Regions from separate parts of the Mus musculus genome. Here region 1 is linked to region 2. The links are chromatin contacts, called in public Hi-C maps. All regions are on one chromosome and are shown on one strand. The core of a region is the stretch at or near the end of the contact, and the rest is flanking DNA. Distances in the headings are between cores, read along the strand shown.

Region 1 (7,085 bases), core at 2,257-4,756, 77 kb before region 2:
GTGATGAGGGGAGCTCTAGGCACAAGCTGGAGAGTCAGAGCTGGTCCGGCTGTCCGATCTCAGGAGGTCATGTCCTCCCAAGTCCTCATGACCCAGCGACAGGATGGCACTACTATGCAACAGCAATCTTTCTAAGACTGCCCTGAGGGCTTGTGCAGTGACTGCTATAAACACCGAGGAGGAGAGCTTTACATGATTTCAATGTTCTAAAAAGGAGGACGGATTCTCTAAAACATCTCACAATTCCAGAAGATCAACTGAAGGAAGTTTATACTGAAGCATGCCCATGTGTGTGTGTGTGTGTGTGTGTGTGTGTGTGTGTGTGTGTGTGCGTGTGTGTGCGTGTGTGTGTGTGTGTGTGTGATTAAGAGAACTACAACAGCATATATTGAACATTAATAGTTTTGTCAACATTTATATAATACTGACCACAGGCCTTCCAGCTGCAGTTGGAGGTTGCTTTGCTAAAAGAGACTGGGGGAAAAAATTATAGTTTAGACATTCATAGTCTGCATTACTGTCTTTTTAAAGAAAATATATACAGCTTAACATTTTTTTTTTCCGCCAGGCATGGTGGCGCACGCCTTTAATTCCAGCACTCGGGAGGCAGAGGCAGGCAGATTTCTGAGTTCGAGGCCAGCCTGGTCTACAGAGTGAGTTCCAGGACAGCCAGGGCTACACAGAGAAACCCTGTCTCGAAAAAACAAAAACAAAACAAAACAAAAAAACCAACATTTTTTTTCCGAAGACAGCAGTCAGGAGCACTGCTTGCTCTTCCAGAAGACCTGGGTTCGATTCCCAGCACCCACAGGGTAGGTACTCCACAACCATCCAAACTCCAGTTCTAGGAGATCTTACAGTCCTCTTCTGATCCCCTTGGGCACCAGGCACACAAATGGTACTCATTCATGTATTCAGGCGAACATTCTTTTTTTCTGTTTTTACTTTTCTTTTGTTTTGTTTTGTTTTTCAAGACAGGGTTTCTCTATATAGGCCTGGCTGGCCTGGAATTCACTTTGTAGAAAAGGCTGACCTCAAACTCAGAAATCTGCCTGCCTCTGCCTCCCAAGTGCTGGGATTAAAGGCGTGCACCTCCACCGTACGGCACAGGCGAACATTCATACACATAAAATAAAATGAATCTAAAGAAAATTGAAATTAATACGTAATTTTAAAATTGAATTAATACTATTCTCTGTATAGCCCTGATTGTTCTGAAACTCACTCTGTAGACCAGGCTGATCTTGAACTGAAGAGACCCATCTGCCTCCCAAGTATTCAGATTTAAGGCATACACCACCACCACCCAACCACAGCTTAACTTTTACATATATATGTACATTAGCTTAAAAAGTCACCATGGAGCCGGGCGTGGTGGCGCACACCTTTAATCCCAGCACTTGGGAGGCAGAGGCAGGCAGATTTCTGAGTTCGAGGCCAGCCTGGTCTACAAAATGAGTTCCAGGACAGCCAGAGCTATACAGAGAAACCCTGTCTCAAAAAACAAACAAACAAAAAAAAAAAGTCACCATGGGGACTGGAGAGATGACTCAGTGGGTAAGAGCACTGGCTGCTCTTCTAGAGGTCCTGAGTTCAATTCCCAGCAATCACATGGTAGCTTACAACCATCTGTAATGGTGTCTGATTGCCCTCTTCTAGTGTGTCTGATAGCTACAGTATACTCATATAAATAAAATAAATAAGTAAATCTTTTAAAAAGTGGAAAACACAACAACAGAGGGCACTTGAATACTTTATAATTAAAAAAAAAAAAAACAAAAACAAAAGCCACCATGGACCAAGCATGGTGCTGAACACTTTCAACTCCAGCACCGAAGAGGAAGAAACAGGTGAGTTCCAGGCCAGCCTGGGCTACATAATGAGTTGCAGGCCAGCCCGGGCTACACAGTGAGACTTTGTGTCAACAAAGTAAATAAATTAGGGACTGGAGAGAAGGCTCAGCAGTTAGGAGCACTGCTTGCTCCTCCAGAGGACCTGTGTTCAATCCCCAGCACCTATACAGAGCTCACAGCCATCCAAACTCAGTTCTAGGAGAGCCTACAGCTCCCTTCTGACCATTTTGGGCACCAGGCACACACATGGTTAAACATTCATACACATGAACTAAATCTAAAATATAACTGATTTAATTGTTTAACAGTTAAAAGCCATCTTGGCATGATGGTTAAAGGGGTAGACATTTGTCATCTTTCCTGGTGGCCTGAGGACAATACAGGAGCTGTGGCTTACATGCACATTTCACTCTCACCTCAAACACACCAAACAGATGCATATGTAATAAAAATGTAAGTATATGATAGTTATATAAGTATCATAGGGCTTGAAGGCAATTGTAAGCATCTTTGCACACTGAATCCCACTAAAACTGCCTGTAATGTAGCTTCCTACCTGTAGCTTCATCAGAAACACTTGGTCATCTTCTGCCATGATCTCCTTCTCATGCACGAACTGAAAGGAGTAAGATGGAAGCCATGAGTGCACTGAACACATTTTCTAACACCTCCAATCCCTGAAGGTATGGCTTAGACTAACGAAGGACAGTTCGAGAACTAGAACTTCACCACTACAGATGTAAGCCACACCCTAGTGTGGCTGCGTGATTTTATTAGCTTTACATTGAAAGCTACTCATGATCACTCATTGAACACTCAACCCTAGAGCCACAGGACTTTCAGCCACGCCTATTCGATTTGGTATCCAGCAATGGAGTGTTCTAAATGAGTTAGGAATATCTCAGTGAATGCCACATGTCCCTGGTTCCCCTGAAATAAAAACAAAATGCTCTTCTACCAGCTGCGTAAGAAGAAAGGGCAAGCACCACACAGATGAGCGGTTCACTTCCCCTAGAAGGGCTGTGAGCCTCTCAAAGGTTAAGTCACTTTACAGCAATCCTCTGTTCCAATTCCACAATCGGTGCCCATCTCACTGCAGCCTAGAAAAAGCCCCCAGGGTCGTAACTCAGCCCCTCACCTCCCCGCCAGCCCCCTCTCAGCTCTCGTCAGCGTCTGTCTTCTATGGACTCCTTCACTGGAGCACGCACACTTTCAGACCTTCCCCTTCACAACAGTCTCTTCTCTTTGTGTGCTACTGGGGGGAGGGGGACCTGGAACTTCACACACTACAAGAGTGGTACCACTAAGTCGCAGCCCAGCCCGCAGCCCGGCTCTGACACTCCCCTTCCTCTCAGAGTGGCCACTCCTATAAAAGCTGCCCTAGGGCCCCATCTTCTTAGTCTGCCTCCACATCCTGCTTATTTCCACAGCTGAAAATTCACTACCACTTGACGGATGACCTATGAATTAGAGCTTGTGTCATTGTTTTAAGATAGGATCTCACTCTGCAGTCCAGGCTGGCTTGGAACTCATTATGTCTGACCTCAAACACGTGGCGAGCCTCCCAGCTGTTCTTCCAAAGGGCCGGGGTCATAGGGGCGTAGCAGCAGGCCCAGCTATGGGTCAGCGTATTACTGTACGCACAGCCTCCTCCTTCCTAGCTGGCACTTTGTACCCGAACAAAGTGCTAAGTGCAACGAATGAAAGAAAGGGCACCGTAAAGCTTAATCTGGCTGGGAAGAGCGGGGACCGGAGATGGCTCAGCTGTTAAGAATGTGCATGGATCTTGCAAAGGACCTGAGTATGGTTTCCAACACCAGCATTGTGGAGCTCACAGCTCCCTGTAACTCAGCTCCAGAGGATCCAGTGGCCTCTCCTGAGCTCTGAAGGCTACTGTGCTCCTGTGTACATACACAACACCAACACACAAGCCTACACAAGTAAAAGGGGAGGGCAACATTTTTGTACGGTTTCCTCTTTTTGAAGTATGTATTTCTTTACTAGCTATCTAAACAAACTAGCACGCTGACTGACTTGTCACTGAGCTAGCTTTCCTCGCCACTGACAACCCCCACGCAGAAGACAGACGCCGACAGTGCAAACACTTCAGTTCAACAAGACTCACCATATCTACTACATCAGGATTATTCTTTCTGAAAATGCTGGGCTAAGTCTCTGAGAAGGATTACACATAAATACTCATGTCACTTTCAGAAACAGCTATATCTGTATTTATCTAGTGAACATTATGTATATGCAGCTTAATACAAAGTCATAATACACACATAAGAACCTTATTTAACAGTCATAAAACCTTAGCCAAGACTAAAGCAAAATGAGAATGTTTTAGATGGCTATGAGCCAATACAGGTGACCAGCGACTACGGTCAAGATCCACAATAAGGCTCGATGGGAGAGAGGAGAAAACTCTTGTGATGCTTTCTTGCTCTGGGAAAAGCTGTAGTCTCTCAAGTCCACAGCTTCCATCCATTCTAACTGCTCAGGGTCTCCATGCTCACTCATGCTACGCTGTGGTTTCCAAAGTGTGTTAGGAATGGAGTCAGTGCTAGTGTCTGCAAAGATGGACGTGCAAGGCCCAAGGCTGGGGACTGAGTAGTCGCCTGATGTTTGCTGGGACAGGTGTGTGTGAGAGCCACTGAGCAACTCTTCTGACAGCGATGAGAACGTCTTCTCCCTGTGCCCTTTACATCACAGACTGCCCTCCTCTTAGCTTAAGTCTAGATATTAAGGCCATTTTAAGACTTACCTTTCTGACAGGAGGTTTGGTTATGATGTCTTCAAAATTATCTTCTACTTTCAAAGTCTGAAAATTTTCATGTAATATTCCTATTTTCTTATCATTATCCCACCCTGCTGGACTGGAGAGAAATGCACATAAAACTATCAGACATTTACAGCATCACTTTTCCATTTAACCCATAGATCATTGTTTTGGGAGCTGAGGGAGCAGAGCACTAGGTACAGCGCTTACGGCTCCTCTCTGCATGCTGTGGGGTGTCCTACCACTGAGCCACAGCCCCAGAGAGCAGCATGCTAGCTGGGGAAGCTCTCTACCAGCCCCCCCCCCTGAAATAATGTAAAACCAAGCCCACATTCCATATTTGGTCATCATTTACTGTAACAGCTGAGCAACAAACCATCCCCATGCCCCAGGTGTCCAGTGCCATCTCAAGGGCAAAGGCAGACACTGAGCAGCAATGCAGGATGGACTACACTTTGAGCACTCACATAAACACTGCGTCCTTCTCCACCACCACCGCAGGGATCTTGTACGGGAACCCGTACAGCTTCTGGACGATGTATTTATAAACTAAGTCTATGTTCTTGTTCTCTTTTACTGAAGTGTAAATCAGCGCTGCGCCATCTAACCATCTAATTAAGGAAAACAGTATGAAACTCATAAAGGCATCAGAGACCACATTTTCAGCGTGACATGCGTGTATATATGCACGGTGCTTAGGAGGAAGCATCCAGGGTGTGTAATGTGATGACATAGTTAGCCAGAAGTTCTTAGTCGCCCAGCACTCGGCAGGGAGAAGCAGGAGGATCACAAGTTCAACATCAACTTCAGCAGACAGAGTGTGAGTGAGGCTAGGCTGTGGTACACGTGATCCTGTCTCCAAAAAAGACTCCCAGCCAGGCAGGGGTGGCGCACGCCTTTAGTCCCAGCACGTGGGAGGCAGAGACAGATGGATCTCTGAGTTCGAGACCAGCCTGGTCTACAGAGCAAGTTCCAGAACAGCAGGGCCATATAAAGAAACAATGCCTTGAAAAATGAAATAGTAATTTATTTATTTATTTTTTTTTTTTTTTAAAAACCACTAAGTTTATTGCCAATATAAACTAACAAACCCTTAGAGAGATTCGAAATAGTAATTTAAAAGGGGCCTCCTGTGTCAATCTCTAAGTGTTTAGCTTACAGGTTGTACCCTGCAAAAGGCCATCTCCAGTGAGTGACACATGCCCTCCAACATGGCCATGCCATCTAACCCTCATGCTGCAGCACGGCCAACTGGGAGCCAAGAGTTCAAACACATGAGTTTGTGGGACAGGTTCATTCAAACCATCACAACCTGATAATCCTTTTTCTTAAGCACGATTCTTTAAACATGGCAAATTAATATTAATATTTAAATCCTTGCCCTCACACTTTAACAGAGCAGCCAAGGGCCGTTACTTGTACCCCTCCTCCCAATCTGCTCCCCAAATGTTTAGCGACCCATCCCTTAGTGTGCTACTATAAACAAAAAGAGACTTCTGTAATGCCTCTCTTCTCTTCAACTCATATGAACTGACTTCAAAACAACAATGTGTCTGTTTAAAAAATAAATGTAGATGCTAACCCCGATGGTTTTCAAAAGGGAGATGTCCACTCTGAAAAGGTCCTACCCAGAGCTCAGTGTAGAGGTGCAGCCTAGAATCCCAATCCTTGGGGAGGCAGAAACAGGAGGTTCTAGGCTAGACTAAGCTACACAGTCTGTCTCAAAAGAAAACACCCACACACCAAAACTCCAGAGAAAAACAAGCCAGCCTCCACTCAGTCTGGGAGTTTCTTGCTCATTCTCTCACTGGATGCCTATGTGTCCCATAAGCCCTGTGTACCCCTGAGTCCTTCTCCCAAAGTGAAGATTTGAGAGAGAAAATCTCTTCAGAACTGGGCTTGAATAAATCTGTTTTCTCCCTTTACCCCCATCTCCATCTACCAAGTTTCAAAAGAGCAGAGAGAGAACAGAACAAACCTAGAACGCCACGCATGAGTGACCTGGCAAACGGGAGGGGTAGAACCAGGGTCACAGAATTCCTGTAAGTCCATCGTAACTGTTTTGCTTGGTAGGGCGCTCTGTTAAAGGATACACTGTAAACAGAACTTGCGGATGTGAGACTGGATAAAATCGAAGTGTTCATCTCTGTAGTCATGCTCTTTCTCCAATACACTAATGGCATCACACTGTGGAGATAAAGCAGTCATTGGATGGCATTACAGCAGCTTGAATTTAAACACTGCAGTCCAATAGGACGATGTAAACAACCAAACACTTCAGCTGTTGACAGCAGAACGTAACAAGTCACCAGTATGACAACAGCCGAGCAGGACCTGCAATATCAACATCCTGGACAGTGCTGGCCTTCCAACCCATGCCAGCTCTACAGAACATGGTAGAACTCTCCCTTCCACCTGGCCCCACCATAACATCGAGAGGCTGGCTGTCA
Region 2 (7,134 bases), core at 2,328-4,827:
GGTGGGATGCTTGCCCAACGTGCGTGAAGGCCTGGATTCGATCCCAACACCACATATACCAGGTAGAGTGGTGCACGCCTGTAGCGCCGGAACTTGGAAAGTGGAGGCAGCCTGTTTGATTGTCTTTTCTCTCTCTTTCTTTGTGCACAAGTGATAATGTCAGTGAGTAGAGGTGCCCATGGAGGCCAGAAAATGAAATGGGATCTGCTGGAACTAGTTACAAGCTAGTTACTTGACCTGGGTACTGAGAACTGGACTCACGTTCTCTGAAAGAGAAGCAGGCACCAGTGGCCACTCAGCCATCTATCCAGTCCCTGCTCTATACACCCCCCCCCTTGTTTGACTTTTTGTTTTCATTGCTGTTGTTTGTCACAGGGTTTCACATATCTTACCAAGCTGGCCCTGAGCTGGCTATGTAGCCATGGTTGTCTTTAGATGTCTGGTCCTCCGGCTTCTCTGCCTTCCTTCCAAGTACTGTCATGAGAAGCGTGTGACGCCTTGGGTCTTCCGAGACAGGGTGTCACTCTTCACCTAGGCTTTTCTGGAAGTCATATTGATCCTCTGGACCACTACTTTCCAAATACTGGGATTAAAGACACATAACACCAAACATTCTGCTAGTTTATATATAGATTTTGAGAGAGAGAGAGAGAGAGAGAAAGAGAGAGAGAGAGAGAGAACATGTGTACATGCCACATTGCATGTACATGTACATGCCACATGTACCCATGTCACATTGCACTTGTGAAGGTTAGAGAACAATTTTCATGAGTCCTCTCCTTCTACAATGTGGATGCCAGGGACTCAACTCGGGTCATCAGGCTTGATGGTAAATAAGCCATTTCCCCAAGCCTTATATGTTTTTTTCTTTTTCCTTTCATTCCCTTCCCTTCCCTTCCCTTCCCTTCCCTTCCCTTCCCTTCCCTTTCCTTCCCTTCCCTCCCCTTCCCTTTCTCTTCCTCCTTCCCTCCCTCCCTCTCTCACTCTCTTTTTTACATTTATGTTTGTTTGTTTGTTTGTTTATTGGTTTTTCGAGACAGGGTTTCTCTGTGTAGCCCTGGCTGTCCTGGAACTCACTTTGTAGACCAGGCTGGCCTTGAACTCAGAAATCCGCCTGCCTCTGCCTCCGGAGTGCTGAGATTAAAGGCGTGCACCACCACACCCAGCCTTAAATTTATTTTTAAAGTTTTATTTATTTATTATATATAAGTACACTGTAGCTGTCTTCAGACACACCAGAAAGAGGCATCAGATCTCATTACAGATGGTTTTGAGCGACCATGTGGTTGCTGGGATTTGAACTCAGGACCTTCGGAAGAGCAGTCAGTGCTCTTACCCTCGGAGGCATCTTGCCATCCCTACAATAAAATTTTAATGATGATGTTGTCATACAGCTAAAATCCTCTCCATTGTTTGTATCTTAACAAATGGCCCTTAGCTCTGTAGATGCTCAAGAATGATTTCCATAGCAATGTCTTTAAACTGTAAGATTAACAATAACTGGGACTGGAGAGATGGCTCAGCGGGTAAGAGCACTGACTGCTCTTTCAGAGTTTCCCAGTTCAATTCCCAGCAACCACATGGTGGCTCACAACCATCTGTAATGGGATCCGATGCCCTCTTCTGGTGTGTCTGAAGAAAGCGACAGCGTACTTAATATATAATAAATAAATAAATCTTTAAAAAATAATAAATAAATAAATCTTTAAAAAATAATAAATAAATAAAATTAAATTAAACTTGAGATAAGATCTTGTTTCCAGTCTAGTTTGCTCTCAAATTCAAAATTCTCCTGCCTCTACCAGCTGAGGCTGGAATATTATGCATGTGTACATCTGACCTCTAAATTTTTTGCTCAAGATTTACACCAGCAAAGGACTAGCTTTAAAACCAGGAACCACTGTAAATATTTTAATAAAATATTTCATGACTTTTTTCTTCAGGCAGAGTCTGATCTTGCTTATATCCCTGATTGGCCTTAGAATAGAAATCTGATTTTGAAATCTATTGAATCCTGTGGAAGCCATTTCTTTCCTACTACCATTTAACTTCTGCAAATCAAATTCAGGTCATCAGGCTTAGTGGCAGGCATTTACCCTCTGATCTATTCTGCTGGTAATTGGCTTATTTTTTAAAATAAAAATAAAAATTTCAAAGTCTTATGAGGAGTACCTGGTGTGATGGTGCAGCCTTTAATCCAACACTCGGGAGGCAGAAACAGGCAGATCTCTAAGGTAAGCTACACAGAAAATAGAAAAATGTAAACCAAATAAATAGCTCCATGTGATTTATTTATTTACATACTTAACTATGCTCCCATCAAAGCACCATTTGGGTCACTTTACAATTCAGTGCTGTTGTCATTTATATATGAAGTTCCTCTCCCTCAAAAGCCTGCATATAGGAGGCCCGGCCCCCAGTCCTTGAGAGTGATAATAGGATTCCAACAGTTTGGAGCTATCCTTGGATTCATCCACTTGCAGATTCGTAATTTGGTGCATCATTAGGAAGTAATGGAAATTAAGGAGGTGCGGCCCAGTGGGGCTAAGTATCTCAGTTGCATGTGCCCTTGGAGACTATTTCTTCTCCCAGCTTCCTCTGCTTCTAGCACCAGGAAGGCAACAACTTTACTCTGTCACTTGTGCCCTGGCACAATGCACTGCTTCACTAATGGTCCAAAAACAATGGAACCAAGTGACCTGGGACTGAAAACTCTGATACACGAGGCAAAAAATCCATCCTTCCTCATTTAAATTCTCCTCTAGGGTATTTATCACAGAAGCAAAAAGTCTAACACAAATGCTTTTAATGTCTGTTTCTCTCCGTGAAATGAACCTCTGTTATTATAAATGCTGTTTGTTCTCTAGAAGGGAAAGGAAGAATGGAGTAGGTGCTTCTGGAACCCAAGGCTATGGTCATTGAGCAAAACCAGAACCAGTTCAGGGTTAAAGCCTTTGCCACAAAGACTGCCAGATAGGGATACATAGTGAGATTCTGTCTCAAAAAATTAAACAAACAAACAAACAAAAATTTGTCACGATATGGGCTAGAGATGAGATAGTTGGGAGCTGGGTAGTTGAAGAGTGGGTATTGTTTTTGCAGAGGATTTGAACTTGAATCTAAATCATTGTGCTTAGTAATCGTGATGCATCAAGCTTTTGTCTTAGACCGACCTACCATAGTAAGTTAATGGTTGCATGACTCGCAATCAGAGAAACCGCATGCATAATGCAGTCTGAATGGCTTTTTCAACTTGGCTACAAATAACAAAACAGCTCTGAAACTTTGAAAAAAAAAAAAGCCTTTTTTCTGGGGGAGGTGGCCTCCTCTAACAACACTTCTCTCATCCTCATTGTTATGGAAAAACAGCCCCTATGAGACTCAGAGCTTAGCACATAAACCTCAGGTGTGGTGCCTGCCATTTTGCTGAAATGCGGAACAAAAAGTCCTTCCCCTTCTGTGTTTCACTCAGGACCTACACTAGTGTACTTCCGGGTTTGCAGAAGGACGCGCTTCCGGGGCCGAGGCCAGCCCTAATTCCCACGCCCAGCTGGCCCCGCCCCGGAAGTAGCGTCTCCCTTGGCCGCTACGGGACGGAAGCTGTGGATGGCGGGGAAAACAGCCCTGCACCGGCGGATGTGTTGGCGCTGTTGCTAGACGACGAGCAGTAACTTCGTCACTTCCTCAGCCCGTGGCCCGCCCAGGACCTTAGCCGAGGCGACTGGAGCGGGCTTGAGCTGAAGAGTTGTCCCCCGCCGGTAGGACTCACCACCAGCCCGGCGGCGGGAGTCGGGGCCACGCCACCTACAGGGAGGAACTCGAGCCGAGGCGGGAAGATGGCTGCAGACAAGCCTGCAGGTGAGGCGCCCGCGCCGCGACCCAGGGGCTGACACACTGCGCGCGGGGACGGCAGGGCCCGCGTGGGGGACCCGAGGGCCACTTGACTTCGCTTGGGTACTTGTGCCCTTCACTCTTCTCAGCTGTCTCTACTGTGAGTCCAGTGGATTTTCTGCTGTGACACATCTTGATTCTACTGCACCCCATCTTGATTGCACTGCATTTGCCTTGCTCTCCAAGTTAATTCTGGCGCAGGAAGCTTGAATTTGTCACGCCGCTGTCCAGACGCTTTAAGGGAAAGTCTATCCGAGCACGCACGGTTGCCGTAAGGCCCCCCCAGGCTCAGCCACTGAAAAAGTTCCCTCTGGTCAGCGTGTCCAGTGGAGTCATTCTGAAAACTGTCTAAAGAGGCGTGACGTTTCACTGTGTCTCCTGCCTGCTCTCACTTACCTTGTTCCTCATCTGATTTTTCCCGAGCTCCTCGAGATTCCTTTTTAAAAGTCTTAATTATGTGTGTGAGTGCAGGTGCCTGCCGAGACTAGAAGAGGACATTGCGTCTACTGGAGCTGGAGTTACACAGTTGTGGGCCACCACTTGTGGGTGCTGGGAACCCAGTCTTGGTCCTCGGCAAGAGCAGCGAGTGCTGTTAACCGCTGAGCCATCACCTTTCCAGCCCCAAGATTAAGTTCTTTTTTTTTTTAAGTTATTTATTTATTTATTCATTATATGTATGTACACTGTAGCTGTTTTTCAGACACCCCAGAAGAGGGCATCAGATCTCATTAAGGATGGTTGTGAGCCACCATGTGGTTGCTGGGATTTTGAACTCAGGACCTACGGAAGTGTAGTCAGTGCTCTTAACCGCTGAGTTATCTCTCCAGTCCCAAGATAAAGTTCTTAATTTCTGTGGTTTTCTGTGGTACTCCATCAGGAATTTTTCCCATTAGGGAATTATGAGAGCCCATTTATTACCTGGAAAGTCTGCTATATTTCTTTGAAGAAAGTAATGTTTAGAGAGTGGGGCGGAATTGATTGGTTGATTGATTGATTGATTGATTGAGGCAGGGTCTCACTATGTATGTAGCCTTGGCTGTCCTGGAGCTCGCTATATAGACCAGGCTATTCTCAAACTCACTAGACATAAAGCCTCCTGAGTGCTAAATTAAAGTTGTGTGCCATTATACCCACTGCCATAGAATTTTAGCTAGGTGATCAGAGAAAATCTATTGTGAGGTGATTCCTTTTTTAAAGTTATTTTTAACTTTGGGTGTATGCACGTGAGGACAAATGCCTGAAGATGCTGTCCGAGGAGTTGGGTCACGCAGAGCTGGAGTTACAGGTAGTTGTGGGTGCTGGGAATCAAACTCAGGCCCTCTGAAGAGCAGTGTGTGCTTTTAATCACTGAGCACCAAGGTGATTTGCATGTCTTGGCTTTCAAGGATCAAATCCAATCATCAGGGCGCAAGTATCTTTACCCACCGAGCCCCTGCTGATCCAGCTCCTGCTGGGATAGTATTGAGCACAGATCTGAATAAAGTGAAGGGGTGATCCTGTTGGTGTGGGATGCAAGAAGGGTGCCAATTGCCTGCCCGGGTCTAGACGGGACCGGGACTGTCCTTGTTAATCAAAACAGTGCTGCTTCTGGAATCATTTCCCGGGAAGCGTCTCACCAGATCCAGGACTGCCCGGCTTGAGTTGCACCTCAGTCACGTGGCGTTCCTTCACTGCTTGCTTCCTTCCTTCACAAAGACACTGTGCAGGCATCCTTCAGATGATGAAGTGAGTGTAAGACAGCCTGCCTCTGAGGACCTGCACTCTGGACCTCTGCTGGGTTAAGTGGCATGGTTCTGGCTGTTGGGTCCTCGTAGTTGCTCTCTTACACTTTTCTTTTTGTTTTGTTTTGTTTTCTTTTCTTTTTTTTTTTTTTAGGTTTTTTTTCGAGACAAGATTTCTCTGTGTTGCCCCTGTCTGTCCTTGAACTCCCTCTGTAGACCAGGTTGGCCTCAAAAGCAGGAAATCCACCTGCCTCTGCCTCTGCCTCTACCTCAGAAGGCTGGCATCAAAGCGTGTGCTGACCCAGCTGCCAGCACCACTACCACCCGAGTAGTACTTTATCAGCACTTTACTCAGTGGGTAAAGGTGTTTTCTTTCAAGCCTGACACCTGAGTCCATCCCCAGGACTCATGCAGAGAAAACTGCCTTCTCCAGGTTGTCTCTGACACACGCACACGCAAGTAAACAGCACCAGCCAGTGTTTCTTATGGTAGTGGTGAAAGAGGCAGAAGAGACATGTTAAACTTATTTGGAAAGTGCCAGCCCAGGGTCCAGGAAGTGAAGGGGAGACACAGTGTATTCCATCCCTGCTCTTGATCCACCATGGGCTCTGAGAAGCCGTGGCAATCACTTCCTGTGGGAGTTTTTTTAAGGGGCCTCACCATGGCCCCCTCTGGAAAAACAGCCTCTGGAAGCAGTTTTTGAAAGTAGCACACGGGGAGAGGATTTGTCTGTGTTGCTTCCTCCTGCTTTCTTCTTCCGGTTGTTCAAGGGCATCTAAAAGGGAGGAACAGAGTCCTTGTGTGTCTCCTTGGCAATTGATCAGCAGGATCCTAAGCTCGGATCTTCCCGCCTCAGCCTCCCGCCTCAGCCTCCCGAGGTGCTGGGGTCACAGATATGTGTCATTACGCCCAATTTACCTTGTTAATGGATGCTAAGTGTCCAAGAGCAAATGGCAGCATTTCAGCCTTTGGTGAAGCCCTGTGATACATGACAGGAGGCAGGAATGCCTGTGTGTGAGAGAGATCCAGTGATCAAACAGAAGTCAGCAGGCTGTGGTGACACACGCCTGCCATCCCAGCACCTGGGAGTTGAGTCAGGAGAAGGACCCACAAGGTCAATCTGGGAAATTGAATTCCAGGCCTTTCTGGGAGATAGACTGAGACCTGCCTCAACAAAACCAAACAGAGAAAGAAGCCAAAGAGCAGAATGGAGGTGGGGCTTGCCATGTGCTTATTAGTATTCAAAGTGGGCCTTCAATTCAGTGTCCCAGCCTCCATGTGCCACTGTGCTCAGCTGCTCCGAGGACAGACAGTGCCTTGCTTTAGTCTCTGGAACTCGTGGACTCCCATTTTTTCCAACTCCTCTTGTTTGAGGGATTAGAACTATAGAATATAACAGTGTGTTTATTTCTCTCTCTCTCTCTCTCTCTCTCTCTCTCTCATCTGTCTCTGTCTCTTGGGGGTTGTGTCCATGTGTGTTGTGAGTGTGTGGTACATGCACATGAGTTGTATGGAGGCCAGG

The links. Hi-C and Micro-C count contacts between places; a contact is called where the count stands out from the background.
Region 1: a Hi-C map of liver shows a contact between it and region 2, with 4 times the contacts expected there. The contact joins the enhancer-like site here to the promoter of Cnot10 in region 2. A contact is called at or near these places in 16 of 39 promoter capture datasets (the 3T3-L1 cell line, 3T3-L1-derived adipocytes, the C10 cell line and 7 more), 9 of 15 datasets of contacts at CTCF or cohesin (CD8 T cells, the G1E-ER4 cell line, the NIH/3T3 cell line and 5 more), 204 of 484 Hi-C or Micro-C datasets (the 63-12 cell line, the AML12 cell line, B cells and 102 more), 31 of 115 datasets of contacts at active chromatin or transcription factors (CD8 T cells, the HPC-7 cell line, PVALB interneurons and 22 more) and 4 of 9 other capture datasets (adipose tissue, embryonic stem cells, embryonic tail and 1 more).

The regions. Positions count from the first base shown.
Region 1 is chr9:114,713,247-114,720,331 of GRCm38.p6, reverse strand. Dync1li1 (dynein cytoplasmic 1 light intermediate chain 1) reads right to left here. Exons shown (of 13, transcript NM_146229.2): 6 at 6,729-6,822; 7 at 5,103-5,238; 8 at 4,621-4,732; 9 at 2,410-2,469; 10 at 430-474. Among named protein-coding and RNA genes, the nearest start is that of Cmtm6, 14 kb to the left of the region's middle. Within about 2 kb of position 3,506, at least 14 of the 459 cell types and tissues checked have an H3K27ac peak or open chromatin away from gene starts, as enhancers often do. A contact at or near this core is called in the N1E-115 cell line, hepatocytes, kidney and 2 more, where this site is marked.
Region 2 is chr9:114,636,643-114,643,776 of GRCm38.p6, reverse strand. Cnot10 (CCR4-NOT transcription complex, subunit 10) reads left to right here and starts at 3,577. Exons shown (of 20, transcript NM_153585.5): 1 at 3,577-3,858. The coding sequence starts at 3,837. It overlaps Gm51659 (a long non-coding RNA gene), which reads right to left. Exons shown (of 3, transcript XR_003948085.1): 2 at 6,531-6,620; 3 at 5,768-6,387.